Regions from separate parts of the Sus scrofa genome. Here all the other regions are linked to region 1. The links are chromatin contacts, called in public Hi-C and HiChIP or PLAC-seq maps. All regions are on one chromosome and are shown on one strand. The core of a region is the stretch at or near the end of the contact, and the rest is flanking DNA. Distances in the headings are between cores, read along the strand shown.

Region 1 (4,491 bases), core at 553-3,052:
AACTACCATTTGGATACTTCCTTGGTAGGTGTCTTAAAGCATCTCTATTAGATTAATTTTTTAAAAGAAATTGGTTAAAGTTAGATAATCTAGTTTCATCTATCATTATCATCTTCACTTTTTTTTGGCCACGCCAGCTGCATGCAGAAGTTCCTGGGCCAGGGATTGAACTTGAGTCACAGCAGTGACCTGAGCCATAGCAGTGACAACTCCAGATCCTTAAACACTAGGCCACCAGGGAACTCCTCATCTTCACTTTTTACACAGGAAGGCGCTCAAGAGAGGTTAGATTACTTTCCCAAGATCACATAGTTTGTAGATGGTGGGGGCATCAGGGTTTGAGGGCAGATGTGATCAACCTCAGAGCTTGTGCTGCTGGTCATGCCACTGTACCTTCTCCTTTCTCTGTATTGTAATCACATGTCTGCATCTGCTGCTCCAAACTCAACAATGTGACCTTGGCTGTCTCTGGATCACTTTATTTATTTATTTATTTATTTATGGCAAGAAAAAGATTTATAAAGATAGGACACTTGTGAGAGATGCAAGCAGGCAGGCACCTCTCTGGATTACTTTTTTTTTTTTTGTCTTTTCTAGGGTCAAACTCACAGCATAGGCTAGGGGTCTAATGGGAGCTGTAGCTGCGGGCCTATACCAGAGCCAGAGCAGCGCAGGATCTGAGCCGCATCTGTGACCTACACCACAGCTCACGGCAATGCTGAATCCTTAACCCACTGAGCAAGGCCAGGGATCGAACCCACAACCTCATGGTTCTTACTCGGATTCGTTAACCACTGAGCCACAATGGGAACTCCTGGATTACTTTAAAACTCTGGCGGTTGCCTGATACATAGCCTGTGCTCAAAAAGTATCTGTAAATGTGCAGTAAATGTGCTGCACAGTGAATGAATAAAATTATTTATTGGGCCAAACTGCTAATAGAGATGGTGCAAGATTGTGCAGCATTCCTCTTAGAACAAAAAGTCCCAAAGAGAAGATCATTTATAAAATACATAACTGCTAGATTAGATATATACACCATACCCATTTATATCCAGTGTTGTAAATTTCAAACCTATAGCTCTGTGGTTCTCCGTCCATCCCTTGTCCTAATCCGTTGTCCTAAACTCTAGAGGAACCACCGAGAATCTTTGCTTGGATTCCAAGTGTTACATGGCTCCACTGTTCCAACATGGTCTCTTCCTGCACACAAACGAAGTCAGAGCTCTTCTCAATGTAGGAGTTGTATTGTCCAAGCAACCTAGCATAGTTGCATTTGTTTCCCAGTACTATAAACGCCCCCAAATCCAGAGGGACGCTATGTTGCCTAGGAGGTAGAAGAAGAGGCTGACTGTCTGCACCTGTGCTTAGTTGGCATTATAACCAGCAGGATGAGTGGACAAGCATTACTGAAAGAAGCATTACTCCTCGACCGTTTGTCTCCACGACACAGGTTCCCTCTCACAAAACAAACATACAAACAACCCTAAACCATATTTATCAGCGATCCCCTTTCCGTCCTAGTTGTGAAAAGACTGAGGTGGTTAAAGCAGGCCGGTTGTTTTTGAGACGCTTTCAGCCCAGTGCAAGGCTATCTTCCGAAATGTGCTTTGCCCACGTGGGTCGCGCAGGCGCTAATTACTAAGAGGCTGAGAAACTGGGAGCCGAGGAGATAAGCGGGCCGGCGGGGAATGAACTGGCACCACTAGAAATAAAGCTCCGCGGCCAATGCGGCGTCTTGGCACGCGGGATTGGTGGCCTGGGCCGTGACGTGGCCTGGGCGGGCCAAGTCGGTTTGCGACAGTGGCCTTGGGGTCCCGGCCAGGGGAGCCGCACGTCCGCTCTCCGCGGGCCGGGCCGGTCACTTTCCCGCCGACGCCTCGGTACGGAGTTTCCGCGCGGGCGTGGACAGGGACCCGTGCTTTCCCGCGCGGCCAGGACTCCCCAGCGTGCGGGCGGCAGGGACGCCGAGGTTTGGCCTGCCGGCGCAAGGCGGATCCGAGAGAGTGGCCCATTTGAGCCGGGCCAAGGTGGGATCCCCTCCTCCTGCTCCGAAAGCGCGAGGGGAGCGCGCCGGCCCGCGGGTACATGCAATCCTCGAGCGGGGATCCGAATCGCTCCGCGCTGCCGCGATCTGAACGCGCAGCGCTGCGGGAGGGGACGCAGAGCCCTGGGCTCTGCTCCCGCAGCTTCACTTCTCCGGCAGTTGGGGAGAGAGGGTTGGGGCGGGGCGGAGGGCTTGTAAGGGTTTCTCCCAGAAAAACTTTTTTCCCCCGCTGAGCCTGAAGAGGTACGTGCTCACGGGAACATTTAGAAAGCACGGGAAATTACCGTGCCACTGGGAGGGGTGGCGAAGAAAGAGAAGCGGGTAGCCCGGGGAAGCCCATTCGCTCCGCCCGCTGCGGCACGAGCCAGGCTGACCCTGGGCTGAGATTTGGGGAAGCGGGCGGGGCGGGGAGGCTGGCCCGTCGGCCACGCGGTGTTTGTTTCCTTTCACTTCCTGCGGCAGCTGCTGAAGATGAAGAGCGGAGCGGGGCTCAGGCTGAGCTGCCTTATCCCGTGGGTCTGAGCGCCCACCCCCGCCGCCGCCGGGACTGCGGCCCCCTGGGCTTCGGCAATGAGCGCTCGGTGACTGCGACTCGTGGACCCGGGACTTCGGGAGGCAATGCTGGTTCGGCTTTGAGTGCCTTGGGGACAGCGAATAAACCCTAAAATGGAGGACTTTTCTACCAGGACCTACGGCACCAGTGGCCTGGACAACAGACCTCTGTTCGGAGAGACGTCGGCCAAGGTGAGTGCGGCCTGGGTGCCTGTGTCTGTGTCTGTCCGCCCTCCGGCCTGGAGCCTTTCTGGGACGTTCTGCGGCCCCTGAAGGCACTTGTAGCAAGAAAAGAGCTGCTGATTCTTCAACATCAGTTCAGTCCCTCTCTAGGTACTTGCTCTGTTCCTCGCCTCCTTTGGGACAGGGTTGCGCAAGAGCCTTGAGGGCTGGGGTGGAGAAAAGTTTAGAAAGTTCTCGTCTGTGCGGGGCACGGTGGGGGGATGGGTGTGCTTCTTGGGTGTGCGGAAGCGGCCCGCCCCCCGGGCAGGTAGTTGGGTGTTTGCACATCCGCCGTGCAGGTGGAGTGCTGCTCTTCTGAGAGGCTTCACATTTGCGCCTGAGGCCTCTGTAAGAGCCCTGGAGAGGTGCTTCTGATTGTGTTTATGTAGAAGCCTTAAGGGTTTACTGCTGAGGCAGCCTGGCAGAGAAGAGGACAGGCGTGAAATGGGATTTCTTTGATGGGGCTCCATTACAGGAAGTGATCAAAGGGTCTCAGACCCAAACAAGCTAATAGTATGTTATTTTAGGCTTTTAAAAAGTATCACGTCTTCTTACAAGCTTAATCATGTGATGTCCTGGGCCAGGAATTGAAGAGAGCTACTTTCCTGTCCCCGGCATTAACTTTTTGTGTCATTGGGGCAAGATAAGCCTGTTCAGGTATTTTTGTTTTTTGTTTTCCCCCCACTCAGAAAGTGGCATTGGTGATTTTTGACCCCTGACAAAGTGCTTTCAGGCTCTCAAAAAGGAGGGCACATATGGAGTCCGGAACTTCTTGGGTTTCTGGGCTCTGGCAGGGACCTCTTTAGGAGAAAGGATAGGGAACTTGTGCACCAGACAGCCTGGAGCGGAACCCTGAATTTGGAAGCTGCCAGGAGACTACTACTTTATTGTTATTTTAAAATTACATGTGGATTTTTTTTTCTTTTTTCTTTTCTTTTTTTTTTTTTTTTTTGTCTTTTTTCTTTTTCTAGGGCCGCTCCCGCAGCATATGGAGGTTCCTAGGCTAGGGGTCCAATCGGAGCTGTAGCCACCGGCCTACACCACAGCAACAGGAGATCCGAGCTGAGTCTGCAACCTACACTACAGCTCACGGCAACGCCAGATTCTTAACCCACTGAGCAAGACCAGGGATTGAACCTGCAACCTCATGGTTCCTAGTCAGATTCGTTAACCACTGTGCCACAACGGGAACTCTGGATTTTTTTTTTGTTTTCAAAGTGTTGTTTTGAGAAAATGTTTTAAGCTTGATGCTCCTTGTTTATTCTGTGGCTTTGCGTAATCCCCGCCCCCAGTGCACCTGGTTTGAGAAGCCTGGCTCTGGTCCAGTAGATAGATAGCCCTATTTCTGCAAACATATTGAGCATTATGTGATAGGCCCAGGGGGTCCAGGGAGTCCAGGTAGTTGGGGGAATATGTAAGCAAGTGTGATGCAGTTGGATCTGTGCTAGAACAGGGGCGTAGGGGGGCATGTTGGAGTACCGAAGAGAAAGTGCTCACTTTGGTAAGCTGGGGAAAGGTCTGAGAGGACGGATTCTCCATTCAGAGTGTCTGGTAGCCTTTGGCTTTCAGATATGAATGCCCCTAAATTGGGGTTTGACTAGAAGAGGATTTGGGACCTGGAGAGGAGAGGCAGCATGCTGCTTGAAGGGGTAGGATCTAGGACACCTGGC
Region 2 (4,491 bases), core at 729-3,228, 86 kb before region 1:
TGCAGTTTGGGCTTTCTTTGTTAGGGGAGAAGAACTTGGCTGACACCACTAACATAAAGAGATAATCCAAAAATGAGGTGCAACAAAAATCTCATAATTCCTCAGCTTCTTCTACCTAATGACTCTGGCTGCACCACACTTTGACCATCTGTAAACATGGCTTCAGATCTAAAGGAAATGTAGATTCAGGCCTAAATACCAACTCTGTCACTTTCTAGCCATGTGCCTCCAGACAAATAACTAAATGCATGTGTAGAGAAGATACTCAAATCAGACAGAATTGTTATGATTTAATACCTGCAAAACCACATTATAAAAATAATCTGGTTGAGCTAACTATATCATACTAGGTGGAAATTCTTTGAATGGCTCCGCATGATTCTGCCCGTCTAATACCCAGAACCTGGGAATGTGAGATTATCACCTTTTTGACTGTGATGGTCTTATTGCACAACTGACCATAAACTAAGAATATCCAGGTGGGCCTAATCTGATTACTTGCGAGTTCAGGGGCAGAAAGCTTTCTCCAGGTGTGGCAGATGATGAGCCCGGGAGAATAAAATCATGAAAAGGATTGGAGGTAATGTTTGGCTTTGAAAACGCAGGTAGTCTTGTGGAACTGAGAGGCCCCAGCTGACAGCCAGTAAGAAAATGGGGACCTCATTCCTGTAACTGCATGGAAGTGAATTCTGCCAACAACTTAAATGACACTAGAGGTGGATTCTCCCCCAGAGCTGCCAGAAAACCCAGACCAACAAACTGATTTCAGCTTTGTGAGATCCTAAGCAGAGTACCCAGCTAAACCTATGCAGAATTCACAGCAATAGAGCTGCTAGTTAATAAATTTGTGTTTACCTGTTAGGTTTGTGATAAATTGTTACAGCAGCAATAGGAAACTAACATATGTAGAAAAGATAAGCTATTCTCCATATACATCCCTGCCAGTTACTAGATTCCAGAAAACTGAGGCTACCACCAATTCCATACTCACCAGTCTTAACTCACCATAAGTGACACAGTAAAAATACAAATTATCAGATTCTTTCATGGAGGATTATTTGTTCTGAATTCTCAATCACCAAGATGAAATAATACAATTCCAAAAAAGCTATAAATGCATTAAGAAAATGATGATGCTGGATTTAATTACAGTGGGCTTCCTGGGAGCAGTAAGATGCAGGCTGAAGTGGAAAAGAGAACCAGGAAAACAAGTAAAATAAATAGATTATCACATACCAGGACACCAAGATGAATTGTTTAGGATTGCCAGGAGCTTGTTGCAACAATTCTGTTTTGAGGTTACAGGGGTTTGAACTGGGCTGGTAACTGTGGGGAGGAAGAAAACAGCTTAACAATTGCAGGGGAAGGGGAATTAACAAAAACTGGTAAAAGAAGGTGGAAGACAACGTCGGGGCTGGGAGGCCCCAAGCCTCAAACTTTTGGGAATCACAGCAAACACACGCAAAAAGTCCGTCTGCCAGAGAGCTGTATAAAAATGACATGATTAACTAAGTTAACAACTAAGACAATGGCATTCCTTTCCATTAGACAGGATCCCGGAAAAAGGTACCTCCCAGTGCCCGGATATCTGGTGCCGGCGCCCAGTCGCAGGGCTACAAGTTCAAAGCTTGGCTCTAGAGACAGGAGTGGAAGGCGACGAGAACTCGGAGACTCCTCCCACCAACGAAAGGGCAGCTCCACACACTCAAGAAACCACCAAGTGAGAGAAATCCAACCAAGCACCACGACGGTCCAGCCTAGTGGCCCAAGTTCGAGGATTCCTCTCTGACTTGGGCAAGCGAGATGCCAGGTGGCAGGACACTCCCGCCGGGTTCTAACACCTCCGTTTCTCTACACTACGCTCCACGCTATCTAACTCTGTTCAAACTACTCCCCACCCCGAAGGGTCAGGGAAGGGAGGGTACGCTGACTCCGCGGGCTGGCTAGTCACTGCCCCGCGAGCTTCGCCTCCTCGTCTGCAGCCTATGGCTGCGCGGATCGGGTCCCTCACTCCTGCTCAGGAGCGAGAATTGGATGGAAAGTCGAGAGGGTCCCGCCCCACGGTCACCGGAGATCGGGGATTGGCTGGAAAGCCGTGTGGGTCCCGCCCTGTACTTGAAGCCAGGGGTGGAGGGGCGGGGAGTGGGAGTAGGGAGGGGGCGAGGGTGGGGGTGGAGCGAGACGGGCCTGCGCGCTGGTGGGACCGGGCCCCGCCTTCCCCGGGCATCTTCGCCGGGGCCTGGATTTTACGCTGCAAGCTTGGGAAAGGCTCGGCGGTGGAGACGGCCGAGACGTAGGGTCTTTACCCATCTAGGCTGCAGTGAACTGCTTGCTGTAGGAGGAGCACAGCGCCTTGTCCGGGACAAGCAGGCCGGCAGCGCTTTGCTCCCTCAGGTACCTAACCCTCTGGAATGGATGCAGGAACTGATGGCCTGTTTTCACCCAAGTTGTGCAACTTGGAGCTCTGTTTCCCTTGCTTTTTTACCCCAGCTTCTGGCTTGCCGGCCGTTCTTACCTCATCCCAGTGTGACGCTTTTTGTAATCCTCAAGCAAGAATTTATACTAGCGCCTTATAAGGGAATCTTACTGTTCACCCGGGTCCTAGGAAGAGAACAGTATCTGCGTAGAATACTTCTTGACCTCGCTTTTCCTGTATCCACTAAGGCTGAAGTTTGCACAGTGTAGAGGTGCTGCCTAAGGTCCTTGACACCCCCAGGGACTCACACAAGCGTGAATTTGATCTGATGTCTTTGAGTATCTCCAAGAAAAGGAGTTTTTAACCAGAGGGAACTAGGAAAGTACTAGGGAGATCAAAATGTAGTTAACTTAGTTTCACATGCAAATCTATCTTACATGTATTTCCTGAAATAAAATATAGTTTTAATTCTTCATTTTAAATACACTTTCATTTTTTTTCTTAAGGCTTCACCTGTGGCATATGGAGCTTTCCAGGCTAGGGGTGGAATGGGAGCTGCGGCTGCCGGCCTACATTACAGGCCAGCAACTGCCAGATCTGAGCCTCATCTGCTACCCATGCAGCAGCTAGCAGCAACGCTGGATCCCTAACAGACTGAGCCAGGCCAGGGATCAAACTGGCATCCTCAAGGAAACTATGTCGGGTTCTTAACCCGCTGAGCCACAATGGGAACTCCACATTTCATTTTTGTGGAAGAAAAGACCAATATTTCACAGTGGCTCTGAATTGGATATTAAAGGTAAATAACTGAGTTTCAAATGAATATGTCATTACAGGTTGCAATCCTTTATCTGTCTTTTCTAACTTCCTTGATAATGAAATCTGACCTGAAAGGAACTGAGACTGTGCATAATTGAATATTCACATGTGGATATGTTATTTTTATTTTATTTTTATTTTTTGTCTTTTTGCTGTTTCTTGGGCCGCTCCCATGGCATATGGAGGTTCCCGGGCTAGGGGTCCAATCGGAGCTGTAGCCACTGGCCTACACCAGAGCCACAGCAACGCGGGATCCGAGCCGCGTCTGCAACCTACACCACAGCTCACGGCAACGCCGGATCGTTAACCCACTGAGCAAGGGTAGGGACCGAACCCGCAACCTCATGGTTCCTAGTCGGATTCGTTAACCACTGCGCCACAACGGGAACTCCAAAAGTTTGTTTTTCTAAACCTGTTCAGTAATTTCATCAAATATTTGACTTGACAGTCACTAACAAGCAGGTGCAATAACTGGTTATAAATCTGAGGAACCAAGTTGGTAAATTTGAATAACTATGTTAAATTCTTCAGCAAACCTTTGGGGCTTCTGAGTTACTCAGATACTCTTTAACTAGGGCTCTCAGTTTGGCCTTTGTCCAGGGAACACAAGAAATTTGGGGGTTTTTTTGGACCCTCGGCAGAGTTAACTTTAAAGGGACAGGTGGCTGCCTTCAGAAAAATGGGGGAGGGGAGGGAGAGGAGTCAGAAGTTTTCTTGTTTTTCTTTCTTTGTCCCCGCCCTCCCAGATCTCTGAAATATTTACATTACATGGTCTTACAAATGACTGCTTTAAAATGTCAAGGACAACATTTTTTTTTCTTTTGTTGTTTGTTTGCCTCAATTTATAAATTGTATTTTGCAGAGAAGCAATATTAGAGTCCCTGATAATGCTTTGAAGCCTCAAAATATTAATCGAAATATATGTCCCATTAAGTTTGGACAGTTTTAGAGCCATAGCTGTCTAATTCAGCTTGTCTGAGGAGTTTAAAAGTTCCTCATAAAGGCCATGAGAGGTTTTTTTTCCTGTAGAGAAAAAAGAAAAATTCCTCAACAACAACACAGTTACAATAGGGACAGCCCAGTTCCAAAAGGAATCAGGCTAAAAGCACAGTTCCATTGACCAGCTGATAGAGTTCCAGCAGGAACAGCCCCGTTCCCAAGGAATTGGGCCAAAGGCCAAATGGGCACTCTCTGGAGGGACAAAGCCTTTAAACAGATCCTACAGAAAGCCTGGAGAGCTGAGAATGCAAAGAGCT
Region 3 (4,491 bases), core at 681-3,180, 69 kb after region 1:
CTAGTATATGGGAGTTAAAATATAAAGATTATCATGAAACACGAAATATATTTATTTTCTTAAATAACAGGTAATTTTTTTTCCCAGGAAGGATCAAGCTAGTATTTGTCCCTTGTGAATGAAGGGAAAAATCTTTATTCTCATACCAGATTTTACTCTACAGCCTGACAATTTCTGCAACACTAAGGAATGTAAACCTTAATTTATTCTAAACCTTAACTACTAAATCTCAACCTAACAAACATAATCTTACTACCACTACACCATCAGAGCAAAAAGCTGTTCTTGGTGTATTATTACCATAGTCTAAATATTTAAGGGGTAGTAAATTACTAAATAAGTGAATAATAAATGCAGTAATAATAAGTTATTTGAAACATAAATTTAAAATCAGCTCAAAGGAAAAAAATCTGAAGTAACGAAAGAAACTGAAAATCTTTCACTGAAAAATAGTTTTTCTGTTGATAAAACTTTCAACACAAAGGAAGAATTAAACTACAGCTTAAAAGCTATAAACGGTTGTCTTTCACGAATTCAAAATAAAGGCAAAAATCAGTAAAAGATAAAATAGTTCCAAATGGTGTTGTTCTAAGCGTAACATACTGAATATTAGACAGTAATCCTACAGAACACGCATTTTGTTAAATAGCCCAAAGAGAAGCCTCACCTACTGTCGGAAAGAAGATACACGAAGATGAATCAAGTTACGAGAAAAGCAACCACACATTGATCAATCAGGGAAAGAAAGTCCTGACCTATATTTCAGAGATTTATCACCTCTCCTTATCTACATCCAACTGTTTTTATTACAAAAACACATGCTGTATCATTCAACTGCAGAGAACGGCACTTGGCCACTTTTATTTTCAAATCTATGTTGTAGTTTCCCTGAAAAGATTCTCAAACTCTATTTTAAAGGATGAAGAAGATTAAAACAAAAAAAAATTTTCTTTGGAACTAGGCAAAATACAATTCCTAGTTTGCAATCGCATTTTCCTGGTTTCTGCCGGGTTAGGTCTGTCTCCCAGCACTCCAGCCCGTCTTTCCCTTCAAAAAGAGACTCAGGCTGACAGAGAAGGTTTGTCCGGCAACAACGATCCCCTCGGCCTGGGCCACGAATAAGTGAGCGAGAGTGAACCTCAAAAAAATGGGAGTAGAGTCGAAGACGCAAACAAGGTAAAAGGGAAAAAAACCGGGTGGAGTAGGGCGAGACCCGCCCCAACTCTCTCCATTCCATCCAAGCCCACTTCTCCTTCACTGGGTGATATAATTAAACCGAAAAGCTAACGAAAATATTAAAATTAAACAAGAACCCTTCGAGAAAGCAAGGAGAGCTTCCTAATCTCCGCCATCCCAGGCCCGAGTCTCTAGCCTAAGCTCTCGGCCCACCCCACCCCCAGGGGTCCCGGCGCCATTTAGCTCCTCCGAAGCCGCCGCCATTTTCCGCCCCCGCCGATTGCTAGCTGTGGCTCGGCGGCCGCTCGCTACCCTGCTCTGTAGCCCACGCCACCGCCGCAGGCCCGGCCCCGAGAGGGAGGCCCTGGCCTGAGCGTGCGGGACGGCAGCTTCAGCGTCACGAAGGCCCATCTCCGACCCCGCCCGCGGTGCCCCGACGCCGGCAGCTGGCGCCGGCCGGCGGGAGCAGGCGGGAAGCAAGGGGGCCGGACAGGCTCCACTGGGCGGAGCGGCCCTAGCGGCGGTTGGGACCTGAAGGTTCCATCGCACTTACTTCCTGTTTTGGGTCCGGGCACTTTGGAAGAACCAGGATGGAGGCTCCAAAAAATACCAGGATGGAGGAAGCAGCCACGGGCAAGAGTGGCTGCAGCTGGAGTGAGCGAGCGCTACGAGCCACCGGAAACGGAGCTACGGCCGCGCCACTCCCCCAGCCCCCGCACGCTCCCCCGCCCGGCCTCCTCTCTCTAGGGGCGGCTCTGCGCGCCTGACGCTTACGTCACTTCCGGCCAAGTTGGAGCGCGAAAAAGATTCCTGGTCATTGGAGCTTCAGTCCCCGTCTGAATGGGATTTGTTTATGGTCTGCTGTTTTCCTCTTCTCTTAGGAAATCTCGGTACTGATCATGCCGTTGCTAATACTATGAAGGAGAGCCTTTTTGGGCGCAACTGTGGTCGTCCTAGCTCAGGGCCGGTTGGGTCCCGCCAGCTGATTTTCTTTATTACCTTGGGGCTCTTGGCTGAGGGAGCCGCGGTGTGGAACGTCTTTCGAGCCGGGTCTGAGTGCAGATAGAAGCTAAGAATTGTGTGTCTGGGTTTTCTCACTTGGTCAGCCTTGCTGTAGGCGCGTAGACGTGTTACCTATTGGTCATGTGATGCAATTCTGGGTGAAATGTATCTTCTCTGAGCTTAGGAAGATGCTATTTTGTAGCGCACGGCAGGCCTTGTAAAGCACTGCTTTTTTGCTCTGGCTGCGCTTCAGTTACCTGGAGAGCTTTCCAGGCAAAACCGATACTCGGCCCCACCCCTAGGGAGTTTTTAAGCCTCCGGAGAACCCCTGCAAAGATTTTTGTTTTGAAAGAGTTCGGAAGGTTTAGTGGTCAGAACCCTGTTACAACTCTTTATGATTCTGACCTCAGTTTACTTGTTTTTAAACGTGGTTTATTTTACGCTGCTTCTCTTTCGCTACTGGGATGTCAGGAGTTTAAAAATTACAGTTGACACATGTTCTTGCATCCTACAACTGTGTGTAGGCTCACAATACATTGTCGCAATGGGAATGAATTCAGCATCAGTCGTAAAGGTCAAAAGAAGGCAACATGGGAATATGCACATCTTGGATGTTAATAATGCCTAGTGATTTCCTCTGTTTTGGCTTTTTTAAAAAAATTGTGTTATGCAACCTTGATTTCTTTCGAATTCAAAATGTAGCTGACTTTGTGGAAGTGACATTAATTCATCGAAGAAAGGGGAAGACAAGCAAACGGCACAATATTTGTTTAGATTTTAAGCCGAATGTATATAGTTTTCACCAGTAGTACATATTACCTGTTCTTCGGGGTAATTTTCTCACTGATAAATGTTGCATTTCACAAAAAGGAATGTAAAATGAGATAACATCGCACACCATTTAGAATAGCCAAAATTCACAACACTCACTGCACCAAGTGCAGATGAGGCTGTGGAACAATAGGAACTCTCATTCGTTGATAAAGGGACTGCACAATGGCATGGACACTTTGGAAGACAGTTTGCTGGTTTCTTCTAGAAGCAAGCATATTCTTGCCATATGATCCATTAATTGCTCCTTGATATTCGCCCCAAATAGTTGAAACCTTACTTCCATGTAAAAACCTGCACACATATTTATAGAAACTTCATTATAATTGCTAAAACTTAGAAGCAACCAAGGTGTGTATCTATTACTAAATGGATAAACTGTGATACATCCATACAATGTAATATTCAGTGGTAAAAAGAAGTGAGCCGTCATTGAGCCATGAAAAGACAGGGAGGACCCTTAAATGCATACAACTAAGAGAAAGGACTTAATCAGAAAAGGTACATTCTGAATTATTTCAACTGACATTCTGGAAAGGGCAAAACTATGGAGAGAGTAAGAAAAAACAAAAACAACAACAACAACAAAACAAAATTAAAAAACAGTAGTTGCCAGAGTCTGAGGCCAGAGGAAGAGAAATAGGTGGAGCATAGAGGATTTTTAAAGACAGCAAGAAACAATTTTGCATAATGCTGTAAAGATGATACAAGGCATACATTTATTGAAACCCATAGACTGTACGACATGGACAGTAAACTAATATGACCTATAGACTGGTTGTCAGTGATGTGTCACTGTTGGTTCCTCATTTGCAGTAAATGTACCACTCTGGTAGGGGATGCTGATGACAGGGAAGGCTATGCATGTGTAGGGCAAGGGATTTATAGGCATTTGTTAGTTATGATTAACTTTGTTGGACTCCGGGTTTTTTATAACACTTTCATGAACCCCATCAGCAACAGAATATTGATGAAATGACCTTTCTTTTATAAAAAGTTGATATGTTAATATAAAAGTGTTTCAAATACCTAGAGGCATGTTCTCTTGTTTCATGATTGTGTCATGTCCTGGATGTCATGATTCAGAAAAAGAGACGTTTGCAAGGATTTTTGTCCAAAGTAAATGAAAAATATAATTACTGAGTAGTCTTTTCATTCTACACAATCTGAGTCCTATCAATACAGCTGATGGGTATACATTGGAAAGTCTTCCAGAATTCCTAAGAGCTGATGGGTATTCCTGTGCTAACAGAAGAATGAGCAAGTTGTTCTTAGTTAAGCTCACACATCAGAATCTTCCAAGCCCTCTCCTGTTTCAGATGGTACTCCTTCTCACAACCTCTCTCCCGCCTCCCTTATGTGTCAATGTCTCGGTGTCCCTACATTTCTTTTAATTTCTCAGCCTGTTTACCACCACTTCATACCTCCTTCACTTTCTTGCCTTTTGCAGTAGATCTTTACTGAACGCTGTTAATTGGACAT

What was found. Hi-C and Micro-C count contacts between places; a contact is called where the count stands out from the background. HiChIP or PLAC-seq counts read pairs in DNA pulled down with a chosen protein or histone mark.
Region 2: a contact with region 1 is called in a Hi-C map of skeletal muscle, with 4 times the contacts expected there. The contact joins the promoter of CROT here to the promoter of TMEM243 in region 1. A contact is called at or near these places in 3 of 47 Hi-C or Micro-C datasets (heart right ventricle and skeletal muscle) and 2 of 2 datasets of contacts at active chromatin or transcription factors (alveolar macrophages and skeletal muscle).
Region 3: an H3K27ac HiChIP or PLAC-seq map of skeletal muscle shows a contact between it and region 1. The contact joins the promoter of DMTF1 here to the promoter of TMEM243 in region 1. A contact is called at or near these places in 1 of 5 promoter capture datasets (fetal liver), 14 of 47 Hi-C or Micro-C datasets (alveolar macrophages, embryonic fibroblasts, fetal heart ventricle and 7 more) and 2 of 2 datasets of contacts at active chromatin or transcription factors (alveolar macrophages and skeletal muscle).

What each region holds. Positions count from the first base shown.
Region 1 is chr9:93,391,893-93,396,383 of Sscrofa11.1, forward strand. It overlaps TMEM243 (transmembrane protein 243), which reads left to right and starts at 1,803. Exons shown (of 5, transcript XM_005656707.3): 1 at 1,803-1,883; 2 at 2,510-2,791. The coding sequence starts at 2,714.
Region 2 is chr9:93,306,172-93,310,662 of Sscrofa11.1, forward strand. CROT (carnitine O-octanoyltransferase) reads right to left here and starts at 1,979. Exons shown (of 18, transcript NM_001243217.1): 1 at 1,571-1,979; 2 at 1,237-1,326.
Region 3 is chr9:93,461,199-93,465,689 of Sscrofa11.1, forward strand. It overlaps DMTF1 (cyclin-D-binding Myb-like transcription factor 1), which reads right to left and starts at 1,931. Exons shown (of 17, transcript XM_021063471.1): 1 at 1,730-1,931. LOC102166910 (a long non-coding RNA gene) reads left to right here and starts at 1,950. Exons shown (of 3, transcript XR_001304172.2): 1 at 1,950-2,066.